Linked DNA regions of Arachis hypogaea: region 1 is linked to region 2. A link is a contact called in public Hi-C data. All regions are on one chromosome and are shown on one strand. The core of a region is the stretch at or near the end of the contact, and the rest is flanking DNA. Distances in the headings are between cores, read along the strand shown. Region 1 holds the start of LOC112750104 (formin-like protein 4). Region 2 holds the start of LOC112750102.

What was found. Hi-C and Micro-C count contacts between places; a contact is called where the count stands out from the background.
Region 1: a contact with region 2 is called in a Hi-C map of leaf, with 6 times the contacts expected there. The contact joins the promoter of LOC112750104 here to the promoter of LOC112750102 in region 2. A contact is called at or near these places in 3 of 8 Hi-C or Micro-C datasets (leaf and an unstated tissue).

Annotation. Positions count from the first base shown.
Region 1 is chr15:30,504,919-30,508,471 of arahy.Tifrunner.gnm2.J5K5, reverse strand. It overlaps LOC112750104 (formin-like protein 4), which reads right to left and starts at 2,002. Exons shown (of 2, transcript XM_025798655.3): 1 at 565-2,002; 2 at 1-465. The coding sequence starts at 1,967.
Region 2 is chr15:30,247,616-30,251,599 of arahy.Tifrunner.gnm2.J5K5, reverse strand. It overlaps LOC112750102, which reads left to right and starts at 2,298. Exons shown (of 10, transcript XM_029293352.2): 1 at 2,298-2,470; 2 at 2,586-2,699; 3 at 2,793-2,911; 4 at 3,066-3,112; 5 at 3,202-3,302; 6 at 3,735-3,822; 7 at 3,936-3,984. The coding sequence starts at 2,366.

The DNA.
Region 1 (3,553 bases), core at 753-3,252, 260 kb before region 2:
CATCCCAACTCAAGTGTCTGCAGAAACTCCTTGATTTCGACAATCTCGGCATCATAGTTCAGCCTGAACAGCATGGCATTCAAGCGCTTAAACACCGAAGGAACAGCTTTGAGAGTATGATACAGGAAGGACTCCGCTGCAGGAAGGTTTTCAGGATCTCCTCTGTATTGGAGTATTAGAGATTGCTCTTCTTCTGTTGGAGCAACTCTAGAAAGCTTTTCAATGGTGTCTATGTTGAGGCCATGACCATCAAGGAGTGCATCAATGACTTCTTTTCTTGATATTGCAAGAGATTTCAACACAATGGCAGTGTTCTGTGATTTTCTTGGGTCAAGAAGGGTGGATGCCTTTGTTGATGGAGCTGAGGCAGAGGAACCCTTGCTTGGACTCCCTGAATCATTCGCTTTTGGGGTGTTGTGGTTAACAACATAGCCAAAGAGAGCTTCCATAAGATCGTCATCGACCCTGAAGAATTATATGTAAACACTAAGTGCCAAAACAAATGATCAAAATTTGCATATTAGTTTCAGAGAATTGAATGTGATAGGAATATTAGTATTATACCTGAAGGAGCCACGGTCAATTTTGTCCCAAACCATGGAGTGATCAAGATTAGCATTGACTTTATCCCAATGCAGAGGCTTCAGTTTCACTTGACGATTGCCGGTTTCTTGCATATCTTCATCTTTAGATTTGCCTTTTCTCAAGTATGATGGTGCTTCAATAGGGGTAGGAGGTGGTTTTGATGATGACTTTGGATTTCCTCCCTTTGGTGGCCCCTTTCTAGAAGGAATCGGTGGAGGCGGCGGTGGCGGGGCTTGGCTCTTTCTACCAGTAATTGGTGGAAGAGGAGGTGGTTGTGGTGGAGGTGCTTGGCTCTTTCTTTCTGGTACTGGTGGAGGACATGCTGGTGGCACTGCTTGGCTCTTTGGAATTGGTGGCGGAGGTGGTGGAGGTGGCGGCAGTGTAGGTGCTGAACTTTTTCTATCTTGGATTCTTGGAGTGGAAGGTGAAAGTGGTGTAGGAGTTGATGATGAAGAAATGGAGGGTGGTTTTGGTTGTGAATGGCTAACAAAATCAAGTTTATCAAAACCATTAATTGGAGGAGGAGGATGAGGTGGTGGAATCTTCATAATAGTGTATGGTTCTACAGGAAATATATTCAAATGTGAAGAATTTGAAGATAACCCTCTTAGCAAAGGAGTTTCTTGAACATTAGATTCAGGTTGTGTCCTTTGATCATAATATCCTTCGTGATCGCTTTCTTCTTTGTTTTTGTGACTTTTACCCAATACCTCTTTTGAGTTCTTACCATCTTGAAGCCTTTTCCAATATACAACATCCAAACCATTCTCATCAACAATCAGCCCTTTTATGTTACCTTCCATTCTCTCATACACACTCACCTGAGGTTGAGGTCGAGGCTGAGGCAGAGGCACCACAACATTCCTATAATCTCTGTGTGTTGCAGAAGAAGCAGCCATGGTTGTTGTAGTAGTGTTGGTTATGTCAATTCTCTTCTTTGCTCTGAAGCACCTTAGACCTAAGAAGAACACAATTCCACAAACAGCTAGTGTGCATGCTGCAGTTGCAGCTACAGCCTTTGCTACTTTACTGTTTGATGATGGTGATGGAGATGGCGATGATGGCGGTGATTCTTCTGGATTTGTTGTTGGTAATGGTGGTTCTTCTGGTGTTTCAATTGGATAGAAAGTCTCAATGTTCTGAGGATCAAAATTGGTTTGGGAATAACATGTTTGTATAAAAAAAATATGTGAAACAAAGAGAAGGCTCAGAAGAAGCACAGCATTCTTCAGAGCCATAACATTAGAGAATGAAGCATGGATTAGATTACATTCATCACACGGTTTTCTAAATCCTAAGACAAGAAATTTTAATGCACTTTTTCTTCTACTTCTTCTTCTTCTTCTGTTCTTTCCGTTGATTATAATTGAAAGTTTGTCCATTTTCTTGTTATATTGGTTTTGTTAGTGTCTGAAAGTTTCAAAAGAAGTAAGCTGATAAATGTCGTTAGTTGGTAGTTTCCAATTTTATTAAACCATGCAATGACCAACATGACCCTGGATCTTAGAAATGAGTAAATGGCGTAGTTGAGGGGTATTTTAGTACTTTTGTGGCAGGATTTGGTCAAACTACAAAAGGATATGTGAATTAAGTAGTGTTTGAAAGAGACTTGTCACTTGTGCACTATTCCACTAACTATGTCAAACATGTTAATATTGCATGCGGGGTTTGAGGTGGCACTAGAATAATGCTCCAAATCCAAAAGCTTTTTTTCTTTTTCGAGTCAAATGCCATTAATTTATCATCATGGCACAGTTATCCTATCTTTGACTTTGTCTTACTATACTACCAATTATAATTAAAGGTATCTTATTTATATACATTAACTTGCGAGTTATTCTGATTTATATATTGTTGAATGAATTAGTTAACGTGTTCGACCGTGAATATTTAAAAAAAGATAAAGAAAAATAAATTATTAATTAACATACCATACTATTTAGTAGCAAATAATATGTGAGTTAAAATTAAAAATGGTGTCTCATATATTATTTTAATGATTAATGAAAAGTTAGATTAGTTGCTTCTAGAAGCTAAAAAGGCACAAGAAAAAAGGGAGAAGTTCCATTACAGAAATTTGTGGTGAAGGATTTGGTTGACTTGATGGTCATGCTGACGCCAACCTATACAGTAAGAGCAGCTCCAATGAGTGGTCCTCATTCCACTTTTTTCTGACACATGGTGGAATTTATAGTTGGAGAAGGAGAAAGATGAGTTCCTTCACGGAGGCCAAGGCAGAAGAATCCCTCTGAGCAGGAATCAAACATAACCAATGATAACTTGCCACAAGTTACCTTTTAAATAAATACATATAAAATTATAATTAAATAAATAATTATATTAAATAATTAAATTATATTAAATAATTAAATAAAATTAAATTTAATAATAATTATAATAGTTAATTAAATTAAATAATTATAATAATTAATTAAGTGGGACCACAATAGGGACTAAAGTCAGTTCCTCCTAATGGAGAAGAGAGAGATGCTTTGAGTTTATGACACAAAAGTTGATGTGGAGTTACTTCTTATGACAGGTGGACCATAAACAGGAACTTGGATGAGTTTTCTACTGGAGATGGTCTAAGAACATCTCTAATGGATGAGTTCCATTTAATTTTTTCTGACATTTAAGGGACCTACTATTGGAGCATAACCAACATGAGTCCCAGCACGTTGTTTAAGAAGAGAGAGTCTCCATTCAGAGGGACTCATTGTAACCAATAATAACTTGTCACATGACAAGTTATTATAAAAATAAATAATTATATTAAATAATTAAATAATAATTAAATTAATAATAATTATAATAAATAATTATATTTTTATTTGATTAATAATTTATATTAAATAATTAAAGTATAATTAATTTATTAATAATTATAATAATTAATTAGATTAAATAATTAAAATGTTAACATTTACATAATTAAATAATTAAATCATAATTAATTTATTAAATAATT
Region 2 (3,984 bases), core at 1,049-3,548:
CTACCCATTTTATTTGGTGTATACATAATATGGTTGGTATATTTTATAGAAAAAAATGTTTGATAAATTTCTTTGATAGTTTTTCACATTCATCGTATTTGGAACAAAATTTTTGGTAATATTACTGTTAAGAATTTTGAGTTATAATTTATGTTAACCCAGATGTTTACTAACATTGGTTAACTCAACGATTTTGATGCTTAAATGGTTACGAGTACTCAAATAAAGACACTTAAAATATCTTTTTTTAAAATATTTTTTAATAATTAAAATTTAATATATATAATTGATTAAATTATGTTATTTTTATTAAAATTAAAGATAAATTGATTTGGCTGAAAAATTGGTAAATTAAATTTTAAACTAGTCTAAATTATTTTTTAAAATGGTTACAATAATCTTATTATAGAATACTTCTATTATATATATATATATATATATATATATTAAATTTTGAAAATGCTAAATCTTAACTCTATGACAGCACAAAGAGAAGAGAAAGATTAGGATTTAGAGTTTTCAAAATTTATATATAATAATAATAAGAATAAGAGTATTTTAGTCATTTTTTATAATAGAGATATTGTAGTCATTTTTATAAAAAAGATTAATTTAGATTGGTTTAAGGAGTAATTCACTGATTTTTTGGCCAAATCAATTTATCTGATCTAATTTTAACAAAAATAACACGATTTAATCAATTATATATATTAAATTTTAATTATTAAAAAATATCTTTAAAAAAATATTTTAAATATTTTTATTTGAATGGCTCCCTTTTTGACTTCTGGTGAGTAGGATGTCATTTAAAATTTTATGGATAAAAATAAGATCCAAATTCATTGGTTTGAACTTTAAATAGATCTTTTACTCTTTTAAATAAAAGAAAACAAATTTTTTATAATATATTTTATTTAAGAATTGGTCACTAATTAATAAGTTATTACATATAATTCAAAAATAGTATTTAAACTCAAACATTTGTTTAAGTGAATAAGTGGACTAATCAGCCAATGAGTAATAGCTCAAATGGCATAGACTCCCCATATTCAATTAAGAGGTTGCGGGTTTGAGTCTGGCATAGACTCCCCATACTCAACTCCTATCTTTCCAAATTTTTGCCAATGAGTAATAGCTCAAATGGCATAGACTAGCTCAAATGGCATAGACTCCTCATACTCAATTAAGAGGTTGCGGGTTCGAGTCTTCTATCTTTCCAAATTTTTGCCAATGAGTAATAGCTCAAATGGCATAGATTCTCCATACTCAATTAAGAGGTTGCGGGTTCGAGTCTCCTATCTTTCCAAATTTTGGCCAATGAATAATAGCTCAAATGGCATAGACTCCCCATACTCAATTAAGAGGTTGCGGGTTCGAGTCTCCTATCTTTCCAAATTTTAAGCCAATGAGTAATAGCTCAAATGGCATAGACTCCCCATACTCAATTAAGAGGTTGCGGGTTCGAGTCTCCTATCTTTCCAAATTTTGCCAATGAGTAATAGCTCAAATGGCATAGACTTCCCATACTCAATTAAGAGGTTGCGGGTTCGAGTCTCCTATCTTTCCAAATTTTTAGCCAATGAGTAATAGCTCAAATGGCATAGACTCCCCATACTCAATTAAGAGGTTGCGGGTTCGAGTCTCCTATCTTTCCAAATTTTTGCCAATGAGTAATAGCTCAAATGGCATAGACTCCCCATACTCAATTAAGAGGTTGCGGGTTCGAGTCTTCTATCTTTCCAAATTTTAAGCCAATGAATAATAGCTCAAATGGCATAGACTCCCCATACTCAATTAAGAGGGCGGGTTCGAGTCTCCTATCTTTTCAAGTTTTTAGTCTGAGTAATAGCTCAAATGGCATAGTCTCTCCATACTCAACTAAGAGGTTACGGGTTCGAGTCTCCTATCTTTTCAAGTTTTTAGTCTGAGTAATAGCTCAAATGACATAGTCTCCCCATACTCAACTAAGAGGTTACGGGTTCGAGTCTCCTATCTTTGATAAAAAAAAATAAATAAGTGGACTAATCACCAATGAGTTATAACTCAAATGGCATAATCTTCTCATACTCAATTAAGAGGTATCACCAATGAGTTATAACTCAAATGGCATAATCTTCTCATACTCAATTAAGAGGTTGCGGAATAAGTGGACTAATCAAGTAATCCGTTCAAGTTGTTTTTTTATTTTGTTTTTATCTTATCACTAAAAATCCGTTTATTGAAAATGATAATGGACTTTGCTCAACTAATCAATCTTGGTCCAAGATAACATAGAAATGGGCCCTAGTGGGCTTGGAGACTTGGGCTGGGCCACACACGCCATGCACATGAGCACCGATTGCAGAGAGAAACGTCGGAGGAGAAGATGGAGTGCGCCGCGAAGGGCAGCGGAAGAACGCGCTGCACCGGCGCCGCCACCAGGCCCTGCGCTCGCTGCGGAGCCGTCGCTTATTGCTCTCTCTCTCATCAGGTCCCTCTCTCTATCTCAATTTCTGATCCGCAGTTTTGAACATATTTTCGCTCGCTGAATAGTTCTGCGTTTCACAAATTTCTTCATATCTCTCCGTTTTTTCTTTGAACCCTAGATTGAACACTGGAGTAGCCACAAACATGAGTGTGATAGGTTAGAGCAACAGATGGAGAGTGTGCATTTACTCAATGATTTTCCTTTCACTTTCTCTCAAGAAGCTACAGTTCAGGTGATTTCTGATTCTAACAACCTTCAAAGAAAACATTGTTACCGTAAAGTGTTCATATATGTTTTTTTTATGCTAATTTAGCTTTTTCAACAGATTTGTTTGAAGCAGGAAACTAGGTGTTCTTTCTTGAGCAAGAGGGGAATCCATCAAAAGGGGATGTGGATGATCGAATGCCGTTGTGGCGAATCGTCTGCTTCATTTGATTGTTTACGGTTCTCTTGTTTCCTTCAAGCTTCATATTCTGAAACTTTTTGTTAATCAAAATTATGTTTGCCCTAATCATTACAAAATAGAAAGTTCAGACATTTTATGGTGTATTTACTTGGCTTAGAACAAGCTTTGGTCTAAGGAGTTTAGTTTTGGCAGGTTAAACAACAGTTGGGATCTTCCAAGAAATTTGTATCCTTGTTATGGTAATACAATTGAAGCTTGTTTCTCCATTCCAAGTTCCTCATATGTATTAAATTGAAAAGAAAATAAAATCCAATATATAAATGTTTAGCACCCGAATCTCAAATTCCGGTGCAGTTGCATAGTTGGAGTGACTACTATAATTGGAGGTGCATTCCACTGGACTCGCCTGCTGCTCTGCTGCTTCACTGGGTATGATTGTGTAGCCCCTTTTCTTTCTTTTTTTCTTTCTCAAAAGTGTCTATCCCATTTCACTGGGTATGATTATGTAACAATTAGGCTTTTTTAGTTTGTTTGTAACTAAAGAAGTACAAGAAGGGGAATGGACCTAATCTTTTGATGTAGTTAATGTTAGATGGAATGTGCAGGGCCTTTAAAACAATTTTCCCACTAGTGTTTGAAAATATTTAAAAAAGAAAAGAATTTCTAATTTCACCTTGCAAATTATAAACTGGAACTTGCGGAATGTATTTGTTTTCTGTTGACTACTTAATAGAGCAGAAACCACCATTGAAAGTTTCCTCCTCTGATAAAATTAGAGGTGTAAGAAGGATATAACCCACAATATCTTTGATAACTTCTTTTATTTTTTATTTTTTAAATTGTATGCTTTGCCTGTTTCAGCCACTTACAATATATCATGCTGCTCAACTAGTTGGAATTGGAACCCTGAATCCTGAAGTCTGTGATAAGTTGTACCTACATTACCTTGGTATATAATTTCTTAAAAACTCCCCGTTCTTTTGAAGCATTCAAATTTAAATATGAATTCTTTTTTACACTACATATTCAAGCATTAATGATCATTTTTTTTTTTAATGGAAGGACCTGAGAAAGAATTGCTACAACTAGATGTATTTGGAGAACTACAGGC